Linked DNA regions of Columba livia: region 2 is linked to region 1. The links are chromatin contacts, called in public Hi-C maps. All regions are on one chromosome and are shown on one strand. Each heading gives the region's core, a stretch centred on a gene start, on an enhancer-like site or on the middle of the called end of the contact. The rest is flanking DNA. Distances are from core to core; before and after follow the strand shown. Region 1 holds the start of ABI1 (abl interactor 1). Region 2 overlaps ABI1 (abl interactor 1).

Evidence for each region. A called contact is a pair of places that touch in the nucleus more often than the background predicts.
Region 2: a contact with region 1 is called in a Hi-C map of liver, with 2.2 times the contacts expected there. The contact joins the enhancer-like site here to the promoter of ABI1 in region 1. A contact is called at or near these places in 2 of 2 Hi-C or Micro-C datasets (crop and liver).

The regions. Positions count from the first base shown.
Region 1 is chr2:18,240,470-18,246,569 of bColLiv1.pat.W.v2, reverse strand. ABI1 (abl interactor 1) reads right to left here and starts at 3,731. Exons shown (of 10, transcript XM_005513796.4): 1 at 3,370-3,731. The coding sequence starts at 3,723. LOC135578420 (a long non-coding RNA gene) reads left to right here and starts at 3,762. Exons shown (of 4, transcript XR_010469972.1): 1 at 3,762-4,298; 2 at 5,473-6,100.
Region 2 is chr2:18,304,330-18,310,429 of bColLiv1.pat.W.v2, reverse strand. It overlaps ABI1 (abl interactor 1), which reads right to left. Exons shown (of 10, transcript XM_005513796.4): 4 at 4,752-4,852; 5 at 1-131. Among named protein-coding and RNA genes, the nearest start is that of PDSS1, 42 kb to the left of the region's middle. Within about 2 kb of position 2,264, at least 1 of the 3 cell types and tissues checked has an H3K27ac peak away from gene starts, as active enhancers do.

The DNA of each region.
Region 1 (6,100 bases), core at 2,482-4,981:
GGCATCTAATTTTCTGCATGCTTATCACTGAAGCTTCTAACCAGACACAAATTTTAAACCTAGTCACAGATTAAATACAGTAATATACTTCTAATGTCATTTTCCTTCTAGTCAAAGCCAAAATCCCCACCAACAGCATCACAAGTTCCTTCACTTACTACTCCTACATTTGGTTTCCCTTACCCTTTTTCTGTCTCTTCCCCATCACCACCAGGACTGTCACCACTGTATTTTCCTTTCAGCACTGCAGATCTTTCTCAGAAACTTATTTGCTCTGCCTCTCCTGAAATCTCTTCCCTTCCTATCAGATAAAACTTCTAGATAATCAGAATACATACAGGCTGGAGGGCAAACTGTGTAACTGCCTTGCATTCCGATTTATTCACAATTTGTCTTAGCAAGAAACTGCTTCCCACTTTCCTAAGAACAGATATTTTCAACTTAAGAGCCACAAATTCTGTCAACTTTCCTAAATGCTTCATTAAAAGGATCCTTACTGCTAATAGAGCTACATTCACTATTAAGAGAACCAAGTTCTGCCCAGGTGAGTTACCCCCTCAAGCCCCTCTTTTTTGTGTGTGTGTGTATATATAATTTCTAAAGACATCAAAGATAAATTATCTTCAAAAAACTCTGCAGAACTGAAATTTTACCAGAATTATTTCCAGATTAAATTAAAGAGACAAAACAAGATTCGTACGTTTTCAGATCCAAAATACAGATATAGTTTGAATACAGCAATATTGGGGGTGGGAACTGACTTTCCCACTTAAGTAATCAGAGAATACAAAACATGAGATTGAGAACATCAAGAGTTCAGAACAAATATGTCAATGCTATTACGATTCCTATAAATAGTTAGCACCAGCACTCAGAATAGTCAGAAAAACTTGCTCTACCTCACTGCCACAACACCGAGTGGGTGACAGCACACAGTAAGCTTTTCCTACTAAGGAGCACATGGCCTTTCCCACAGAATGGGAGAAAACTCCCCAAATCCAAAGCTATCCAAACTCAAGGTGTCAGTCAGACTGAATCAGGTATGTGCTACACGATAAGTTACAATGCGTAACCACTTCATGACCCGGTTCTCTGTTCTGGCCTGACTTTTTTTTTTTTTCCATAAAATGCTCTATTACATTAAATACAAACACTTTGTATTATGTGCTGGTTAAGCCTCTTCCTCTCCTTCCCTCCCTTCCCATCCCACAATACATACACACCCCCAAATCTCATAACCCAGTGCCCTGGCTCATAGTATCTAATCCTGCCGCGGCCGTACCACTACAGGCACTGCGAGTATAATCTGTTCAGGAGTCCAACTGGAGAGCAGATGGCTTTGTATAAAGTGCTGATTAAAAAAACACCTCCATCACACATTAAAAAAAAAGCGATTGTATCACTGTATTTGCCATTTTTATTGAGTAAATGTATAACGCCTGTACAATACAAGCACGGTAGACGTTCTTCAAAGCTACTGCTCAAGTCCTCATTAGGAATTTTAGAACTCCAGCTTCCTTTCAAAAGGGGTAAACACAGCTGTACACAGATAAAACAGACCGTACCAATCCCATATCCAGCTGACCTCGATACTTTAAGTGAAAATGAGCTACCAAATTTAAAATAAATAAATAAATAAACATGCCCCCCACCCCAAATGACAGAATGGGAACTAGCTCAAGTGTTGGATTTTTTGTTTGTTCGCCTGAAGGAATAAAAGACAAGTTTTAGGACTCTGAAGAACATTATGTAACTGAAGATTCTCTGTAACTTTCTGACACAGGGAAAAAGTCAGAAGCAGGAGACAGGTCACAACTTGTGCTGCAATTACCATGCTCATGTATTTGTCATATTTCCCATGAGTAAAACCAAATGAACCTCGCCTCTTCGAAGCATTATATCAGCAGCTTTCTTTGGGTGGAGCAAACAACTCGGAAGAGTAAATAGACATTAACTCATACTACCTCACATATCACAGGAAAAAAAAGTTAAAAACATGGCTCGTAAGAGCAGTTTTAATCCAATTAGCTCACTTTTTAAAAAAAAAAAAAATTCACTTCACATTATTAAAGCTCTGGTTTCAAATTTGCTCCTCCATTACAAAAAACAGTAGGACAGCTTACGAATGACACATGTCAGAGAATTTAATGACTTATATTAAATACTCATCATACGTAGCCTTAGATTCAACAAGTTCTCTTTACAAGCTGTTCAGTAATTAGAGTTTATTTGCTTTACTTCTTCATTTTTTTTACTAAAAAAAAAAAAAAAAAGTTGAATTTGAGCATCTTTGGATGGTTCTGTGTCCACATTTGTATGACTACATATACAGACTTACAGAGTTATGTACTGCAAATCCTGAAAAAAATAATAATAGTAAATTGTGCTTAAAGCGGCTTCACAAAACTAGACCTAAAGCAAGGCCAAAAAGTACTGCCAATCTAAAGGGAAAAAAATCCACCCTGACTGGTGGAGACACGCTACAGCCAATGGAGCCTCTCCAGCATCGGTGTGAAGCCGGTGTGCCAGGCTGCTTGGCGTGAGAAGCCTGCGGGAGACACGGATTGCCATTTTGAAACGCCGCCTCCCGCTCGCACACCGGTGCCTGCACACGGGCAGTTCCCGCCCCCGCAAACCCCGAGCCGCAGCGCTGCCGAGACCGCGGCTCCCTCGGCCCGGCCGAGAGCTGCACGCCCGGGCGGACCCGGCGGTTCCCAGCGCGGATCCCCGCCGATGACTGAGCTCCGTGATGTCACCGGGGTGCGGGGCCCCTTCCGCTCCCCGCGCCGCTGCCAATGGCGGCCCCGCGCTGCCGCCGCGGCTCTGGCGGAGGGGCCGGCCGGCACCCGCGTTCCACGTGAGGCGCGGAGGGCGCGGAGCCGCCCGCCTCAGCAACCGCCACCCCGCCGGCTTCCCGCGGAGGGAGCCTCGCCGGGGAGCGAGGGGGAACCTGAGGTACCGGCTGCGAGCCGGCCGCACGGGGAGGCTCATCGGCCCTCACGCCCCACTCACCCCCAGCCCAGGGAGGTCTCCGGGATATGACTCATAATAAATAAATAAATACAAAAAGGGAAGGCGGGGGGGGGGTTTGAAGGGAAGAAAAAAAAATGAAAAAAAAAAAAAAAAAAAAGACACACCCTCCGAGCCGGACTGACATAATAACCCCCTCCCTTCCCCTCCGGAGCGGGGAGAGGGAAGCCCGTTCGTTCGGCTGGAAAAGTTGAAAGAAAAGGCAAACCCAAGGGAGCGGCGGCGGGGGCAGCCAGGCGCCGCGCTGCCCCTCAGGCGGCTCCGGCCCCGCCGCCCGCACGGAGAGCGCAGCCGAGCCTCCCAGCGCCGGCCCCGCTGCACTGCCCAGCCGCCCCTCACCTGGATGTAGTTGTTTTCGCAGTAGTCGGCGACTCGAGTGAGGTTCTGGTAGCTCTCGAGCAGAGCCCGCTTGCCAGAAGGGATTTCCTCCTCTAGCAACATCTGCAACTCTGCCATTTTCCACCCCTCCGCATCGCTTCCTCTTGCATTAAAGAGACAGCGGCAGCGCCGGGCTCGCAACCCGCCTGGTATTGTGGGATTCCTCCTCGCCTCGCTTTCGTGAGCGCTCGCTTTCCCCACCCATCCTTCCCCCGCCGAGGGGAGGAGGGAGGGAGGGAGGGAAAGAGAAAAAACCACCGCCGCCCCTGTTTTGCAGAGCAGGCCGGGAGCTGTAGGCAGCGCCGCAGCGCGCATGCGCAGGTGGGATGGGGCGGGCGCTGCTCGTAGCCACCGCCCGCGGCCGCCGAGGGGAGATGGCGGTGTATGGGGCGCCTGCCCCGCCCGGCCGCTGTGGAGAGCGGCGGGAGAGCCGTAGAAGGGCTGTGGGACAGTCCTAGGAACGAGAGGACATGCTCGTGTGCTTCCCCCGCCCTCCCTCAAAAAAAGCCCCCGCCCCACCAGTGCTGCCCTGAGGCGGCGTCTCCCTTCAGGAGAACCCAAAAGCGTCTGGAAGGGAAGGGCCGCCCTTGTCCAGCCTCCTTTCAGGCTAGAAATTTGTGAGATGACAACAAAATTGGTAAAACGATACGATTATTGAGATGGGCTAATTAGTCACCAGGGGATTACCCTGAGGGGGTGGGAGAAATACTCTAAACTGTGTAGATCTTTATGAAGCCCTGCCCAGGAGTAATAATTGACAATTAGCGTTTTTCTGGGTTTAGTTTCACAAGACAAACTTAAATATTTGGCTGAGGTAAATGCATTATTCCTGCCACTCCTTTACCTCAGTTGTTATCATCGTTTCGGGGCCTGCTCTGGTTGTTGAAAAGGTATGCAAAAGTCCAGTCATTATTAGTACAATCTCTCTTGCATGTGTTTTGTTGGGGTTTTGGTTTGTTTTTTTGTTGTGTTGTTGTTGTTGGGGGGAGTGTTTGTTTTTGTTTTTTGGGGGTGGTTGGTTTGTTTGTTTGCGGGGTTTTTTGTTTGTTTGGTTTTTGGTAAGCGAAATCCTGTTTCTGTGATGATACCAGAAGAAAAGCCAGTAACAGCAGGTGGTTTCTGTGCTGGGTTGTCCAAGCCTGCCTTTGCAATGAGTAAGAGGCCCAGAAGAAGCCGTCTCCAAGGCTGTTATTCGTGCCTTGGCCTTGTGTGCTGTGTGTACACAGTTACAAATGCAACTGGAACCGGGCCTTGCATTTTAGTAGTTGTCCCAGAGAAAACCACCGCAGTGAAAAGTCAGCACGCTTCAGAAAAAAATACTCTCAAACACAGTATCGTTAGAGCAGACTGCCTCACCTCTGCATAAACGTGTGTATTTTGCATGTCTTTGGAGTCAGCACTGACAACCGTTCTGATCAGGATCCTTTGGTATACCTGCTGATGTCTCTGAATCCAGGTGGAGAGAAGAAAAATAGATCTCGCTTCACCTTGGAGATCAGCAAAGTCCAGCACCTCGGTCTAGAGCCATGAGGTGAGGTTGAATGGTAGGGAGCCTGGGAAACACCAGTGAGCCTGGTCTTAGGAGTTGGAGTTACAAAAATCCGACCCCTGGCTGGGAACAGCTAAACAGGTGCTCAGAGAGATATTTGCGTGCTCTCTGGGACAGCAGAGGAAGGAGCTGGTATAGTCACAGCACTTGCTGAGGGGTAGAAATGCACCTACATTGCTATCTTCTGATGGTTAATTCATTTAGCAGCTTAGCAAAATTATTTCCAAAGTGGTTTTAATAACTCTCTTTAGTACAGCATGTAATTTCCAATAAAAGATTTTATTTTATATTCCAAATACCCTGTTAATGTAAAATAATTAAATTTCTTCTGCAACAGAATTGAGGTATAGACAAGCTTTTAATGGGTCCCAAGGCAAGCATGATCAGAAACCACCTTGGGCACTGGCTTCTCCTTGTTTCCAGCTATCATAAAACAAAGACAAATTTGATTTCTTTATTCAGTCTGCAAATTGCTTAACACCCATTGGCTTGAATGAGTCTGTAATTGCCTACAGATCACAGACTGACTTCATGGAAGCTGTTAACATCTTCAAATGTAGCACAACTGTTGTCGGCTCTTCTTAAAATGTTACTGCCGTCCCTGTACCAAGAGACAGCAGATATGTGGGACCTTGCACATCAACGTTTTTCGGTATGAGAAAAATCAGTCGTGTGTGTTTTGTGAAATGTACTTCAGCAGGCATCCCGGTCCTACAAGCAGATGGCAGCACAGCAGCTGAGCGGAGCACTGCTGGCTCCCAGGAAGCACACCTGCCTCAAGCAGCAGAGCAGAGAGTACAGTCCCATTCCCTCCACCGGATCTCGACCAAAAGGCCTTGCACAAGCCGGAAAACTTGCCAACTCTTCCTCAAAATGTGCTCGGAACTCAAGAAGACCTTGGAAGACCCCATCAAAGAGCGCCACCTTGTGACGTCTCCATCGGGACTTTTCAGCCCTCTTGGCACAGCCGGGCGTTATCCCCATGCCCAGTAGATTGAGCTGTGACAGGTACAGAAGCACTCGAGCTGCCTTCACACTGAGCTAGGTCAGGTCCAGCAGGAATTTTTAACTTAGTGGTATACAGCCAGGGCAGTACTGCTGTGAGGGCCGAGCAGAGCAAGATGTATTGAGAATTGTGGTGCA
Region 2 (6,100 bases), core at 1,015-3,514, 65 kb before region 1:
TTGGTCTCTGGTTCAAGGAAGCCGTCCTTCCTGGACTGTGCTGACTGCCCAGTCTGGCAGGACTGGTCATGTAATCGTTGGGGACTGTTGGCGGTTTGACTGGCTCCAGGGTTTTGTAAGGAGTATTTCGTCTGGTCAACAAAAAAAAGATTTAAAGACAGATAAATGAGCAGAAGATCAAAAGGATAAATGAATGAAGTGGTGAAGCCATTTGTTTCCTTAAGTTTTCATAAGAGATCACTGCACAGTGACCCACATTGCAGTACATGAAACGAATTCCACTGGGCAGGGTAGACAGGTCACATTCAACTCTCTTAAGTGCTCTTATGCAGATCCATACAAGTTGGCCTACAGCACATAAAGTAGTTAAAAAAGCCTGAAGTAAATTTACCACCAAAAATATATTATTTGAATCACATAACATACAATAGTTAACATCTGTGTAACATTCTGGAGTTACCTTTCAGTACAGTGTTTGTGAGCAGCTCTTCCACTGTAACAATATCATCTTTCCTCCCTTCCTCCCCACCCCCCCCAAATGCTTTCCAAACAAGTATTCTTGGCTAAAGGTATTCAACTCACTGAGACAGGAGTAAGGCTGCAAGATTCACAGCTACATTTGCAATCACCAAGGCTCTTCCTAGCAGCATCATTTCACACAGTAATTCAGCAACCTCATATCACTTAGGCAGATCTTAAAGTGCCTTGGATGAGCTTCATTGTCTCAGTTTTCCAGCCCAAAGAAGTGAAGCCCAGAGACTCCCACAGTCACCTAGCAGACTGCATCAAGTCAGAAATATAACACAGATCTTGCGAGATCTATTTACCAGACCCATTACTGCCTTAAGAACAGAGTGTTTATTGTACTGAATTGCAGAGCTCTTCAGTTCTCACCAGTAACTAAGAGATCCCTTGCAAGGCATGGAATTTGGCAATGCACCAGCTAAGCAAAACCAAAAATACTTAACTATTGGCATTTAATCATTTCTTCAGTTACTGGTTTTAACTGAGCTGATAAGTTACACAGCTTCCTGGTATTTTAAGAGACTTATTGACTTCCTTTTTACAATATGGAATGCAACAGCACTAAATTTTAACTACAACATTCTACTATTAAAACCTCTAAAGGAGAGAAGTGGAAATACCATAATTGTTTGCATGCACTGTGGTGTTTGTAAATTAGTTTGTCTACATAAAGAACTCCAGATGATTTTAATATGCAGACTGCCACCACCTATAGATCTGCCAAAAGAGATCAGTCATGGGAAAAATAAATATACTTTGTATTTCGGTTGTAAGAGATAGAGCTCTAAATACCATCAAATAAAATGATAACCAAGGAAGATTTTAAATATGCTTCCAACAGAAATAACCTTGAAAATGTTTTAAGATATTCTACCCTGGAAGGCCCTGGCAATACTACTACTCAGATCTGCAGTACCGTTTATTTTGCCTGGACAATTAAAAATCTTGTCAAAAGCAAACCCCCACTACACCCTCAGGTTCAGCCATGCCTCAGTTTCTCCTTTGCTCTTCTCAGCTTCATTGAAGCACTCAAACTCCAAAGCACCAGAGAAGTCAAAACCAATTTCTTTCCATCACTCAAGTCCACTCCTTCCCTTTGCTTCTCTGCCAGCCCCAGAGAGGAGAACCCTCCCTCCTGACACTGCCCGGTGCTCCCTGCCCTGCTGTCCCTCCATGCTGCAGTGTGGCGTGATGCCCAGTGCCACCAGGAAGGGTCCAGGGAGCCCAAGGCCTTTGCTCTGCTCCAGCACCCTCAAGGCCCAACGGCTACTCCCTCCATCCAGCTCCAGAAATTCACTCCTCCTCCTGTGACACTTCCACCCAGAGCATCCGAGCTTTTCCACAGTCTCTCCTGGGTCCAGTGAGGAGACTCCTGCTTCCTGCAGCCCCTTTCCCTTTTCAGCCCACATGATTTCTGTGCAGAACTCCATCCCCACCATATTCCTTCAGCTAGTCCTGCCTCAGAGGGACAAGCTGCACAATAGAGAGCACATGCTTAACAGCCTGTGTTACACACCAAGCTCAGTTCTGATTTTACATGGTTCTCTGTTTTCTGGATCAAAGGGAGAAGAGTAGTATCCTTGCAGTTTCTAGCAATTTTTTCTGCATATATTAGGGAAACAGTCATGCCTATGATATTTCATGCTTTGGCAGAACACGGATGCTCAAGACAAGAGCTGGGCTTCCTGAACAAGAAGGGCAGATAGAAATCTCTGTTACCCACCCACATTATTCCTCCCCCTCAGCCAACTGCTGTCTCTTGTCAAGCTCATCTGGAAATGACATTCAGCTGATTAATCCTTATCAGGCATCAGCTAAGGCAACCAAACAGCTCTGTCTTGTTCAGGGGAGAGCATTAGAGAGAGAGCTCACCAGCACATCAACACTGCTGTTTCAATAGCAAGCGTAGGACATGAAAGCGCTACCCAGCTTGCCAGGGCTGATAAACTACTCTTTCTCAGCTGGGATAAGAGAGACAATTGGAATACTGATTGCATGCCCTTGAGCAATGGGAATTTTCACAAAACATGCTGAGGAAACCTCCAGGGTAATTTCTCTGCAGAAAGGGAAACAAACACTGCCATGGTAAAGCAGCAAAACACCAAATCAGGATTAAAAAAAAAAAAAGAAAAAAAAAAAAAGCTAGTATTTGACAAAAGGAGTTGCTGCTTCTAATTTTCCTTGACCTCTGCTGCTCGTCTGCCATCCTGTTCCATCTCATCGCTCCTCATTTTTCCAGCTCACCACCTCTCTCAGACAACATACCTGAAGCCAACACAATGTGGCGGATGCACTCAATTCCCCTACAGCCAAACTGGCAGCAGTTTGGTCCAGGCTCCAGAGGAGGTGAGGGCCTGCACCACAGTCAGGCCAAAATCTCCTTCCAGGAGACCCACAAGGAAGCAGAACAGCACACTGAACACCGGTAACTTGTGGGCGCAGGGAGGGTCGTGCAGACTTTCCTGCTGTATGCAATCTGACTACGAGTCACCCACTTTATTCTACAAATATGACAGCCTGGATGAGCCCACTTTGATCTCTGCCTGCTAAATAAGAGAGCTGTATGGCACTGTTTTTACCACTCACAGGTCAGTGGATGAGCCCAATTCAAGTTCAATATAGTAATAACTTAGCTTAAGTAGATGCATACTAAATGTAATTAAGTATTTCAAGAGATAAAGGTTGTATGATTTTCAATATATTCTTTGCTTTATGTTACTTAGTAAGCTGTTTTTTCTAAAATTAAGCTGTAAAGTTCTGCTCATATTTACCAAAAGCAACTACAAACTACACTGAACACTTATAAGATAAGACCTATTTTGCATTTAGCTGAGAAAAAAGGATTTATTCAGACAAAACAGTATCTGCAAGGCTATGGACCATAAACATTGTCTACTGCTGAACAAAACAAAGGCCCACATGGAATCCGACAAAAAAAGATCCAATGAGAAGCAAGAAGATTCAAAGTGAAATATTGCTATTGGACTGAATCATGGTATGAATGACCTGTAAAGATATAGAAGTTTGTAGTTTTCTATGCTTGCGGGGACCTCTGAGCAGGTACCCAGCTTAAGCCAGCCCTTCTGCTATTCTGCTCCATTAAATTTTTTATTTTGTAAGAATTTTGTCTCCTGAAAGTCTGTTCTGCATATGGTTACCAGGCCTTGCCTGAAAGTTTGCCTCTGGAGTTCTAAAATACAGACTCCAGAGCAAACAGTTATCAGGGAGGGAAGGTGCCTGAAAGTTTGCTTCATGAACGGGTATGGGCACTTGGAGAGGTCAGCAGCATTTGGCTTGGCATATTTCCCCCATGCAGTAAATAACAGAATGAACCTGCCACCGAACTCTTTTAAGTTGCATTTCTCTTTAAGTAATCTAAACATTGTTCTGCAGTAAGCAGAACCCAAATTACTCCCCCCGACACACAACCATGCCACAGCTTTACAGTGCCACAGTCCCTCACAGCATAAAGGAAAGACTGGGAGTGACAAATAGGTAAGACGGGCTTGTTCAGGATGCCTTTTGGAAGATGTTGCACAGTTGGACATACAAAACCATATGGCACGTGCTCTGAGTTTCTCAAGCATTAATGTTTTGCTCTCTAGCAACAAAACTACTTGCTGGCACATGAAGATAAGCAGATTTCATTACCCACAGGTCCACAGCAGCAAAATAGATGCTACAGCAGGGAACTCTGCTCACAGAAGCACTTGGGAATAGCAAAATCCTTCCTCATTTAAGCATAAAAATAGAAGTGCACAAGCCTGTAAGAATCAACGTTGCCAATGTGTTCACAATGCCACTAATTTTGCTTAGATAATGCAAACAGATATGGCACCAAACAGACACTTCATTCCTCTTATAATATTGAAAAATGAGTAGACAAAAACTTTCACAATAAAGTCTCTCCCCCACTGAAGTTAAAACCTCATTGATATTCTTTTGTGTTACTAAGGATTTCTCCCCCAAAACTGGAAATAACAACCACCCCCTCATTTACCCATATGTACAACAAAGCCTTCCACCACAAAAAAAAAAACATTCTTTCAAAGGGTCATAATAAAAATAAGAGTTAATGCAACTGAAAGGGTTTATACAGAAGATGTAATTATGGTTTTTTTCCTGAAGAAAATCAGAATTGCCATCTATCCACGTATTTAAGAAACACCAACACTGGCACAATTAAAACTATTACCCAGGCAGGACCAAGCAGTCTTTATTCTTACCCCAGAGTTCCCCGGCCTGACATGGGAGGACTTGGTGGTTTTTGTGTAGGCGGATTTGTTCTTGACAAGGTGCCAGTTCTTGCAGGCTGGTTATTTCCATGCTGAAATAAGGGAAAACATGATTTTATTTTTATAACAGAGCAGCTCTATTATTGACAGCTGCTTTTTTTTTTTTTAAGTGTAAGAATATGAAGTGAGAATTCCCAGACAGCTGTCAAACAGCAAGTTTTCAGCTACACGCAAGACAGCAGTAAACACAGAGTCTAAATACAAGCTTAATGGTATTTTTGCTATTAATTTACAACAGACATCAGAAAGGTAGGCAATTGACAGGTTCATGCACAAATCTCTTATATCCTCTTTTCTTTAAAAGGAAGCCACATTTCTGTTCATCTCCATTTGGGTATTAATAATTGAAATAAAACTTTAACACCGACAGTACAATACAGTCAGCATGGGCAAGAATGTCTCAATTTGCCCCTGCTATTTGACTAGCAGAGTCATTCAGGTTGTCTGGGAAGTCTCCTGCAAAAAATGTAAGTGAAGGGAATGAAGGCATCTACTGAATTCAGAGCAAAGCACTACATGTGTTAGAGAAATTAATGTATCTATGTATAAATGCAGATGTCAATGTATTGCAGATATATTGACACACTGTAAACACTGTAAATTAAAAAAAATCAACTAGAGCATTTTTAATCTAAATATCCTATGGAAAGCAGAGGAGAGCATAAGAGAGCGCTAGTTTTCAGTTTTAATGGCTCTGCAGCCTCTACTATCAGTCACATGAGGCACTGTGGGTCAAAGGAGAAATAACACTTCTTACCTTGGCTTTTAGCCACTTAACGTTGGCAAAAAAAGGGGGGGAAAAAGGTAGAAATTAATGGCAGATCCATCATAACTGATAGGACAGGTTAAACTACAGATTATCACATTTCAAAAATGCATTTCTATCTACTGATAATTAGCTGCACCCCAGTACGCTAACAGAGATTTTAACAGCTCACTTTGTCATTGAAAGTTCTGTGTCTAAGTAACCACAGGAAAACCGCCTGTGTCAAAATTAAGCCTAGCTAAGCTTTGCCAGATTTCTTTGCCAGGCTCTTCATGGGCAATAAAGGGTTGAAAAGCACTTTGCTGACCATTCAAGTCCAAACCCAAATCAATGCTATTTCAATGGCTACATGCACTTAAGAATTTGTTCACAAAACCACAGTTTCAGCTATATGATGCAGAATAGACTTGCCTGTTGTTTTGACACTTAACCTTCATGTGCTGTGAAGAAATCCTAGCAGCTGCATTGAATGATAAATAAAGAAAAGGGCTTTCTCAAACAGGATGAGCAGCAG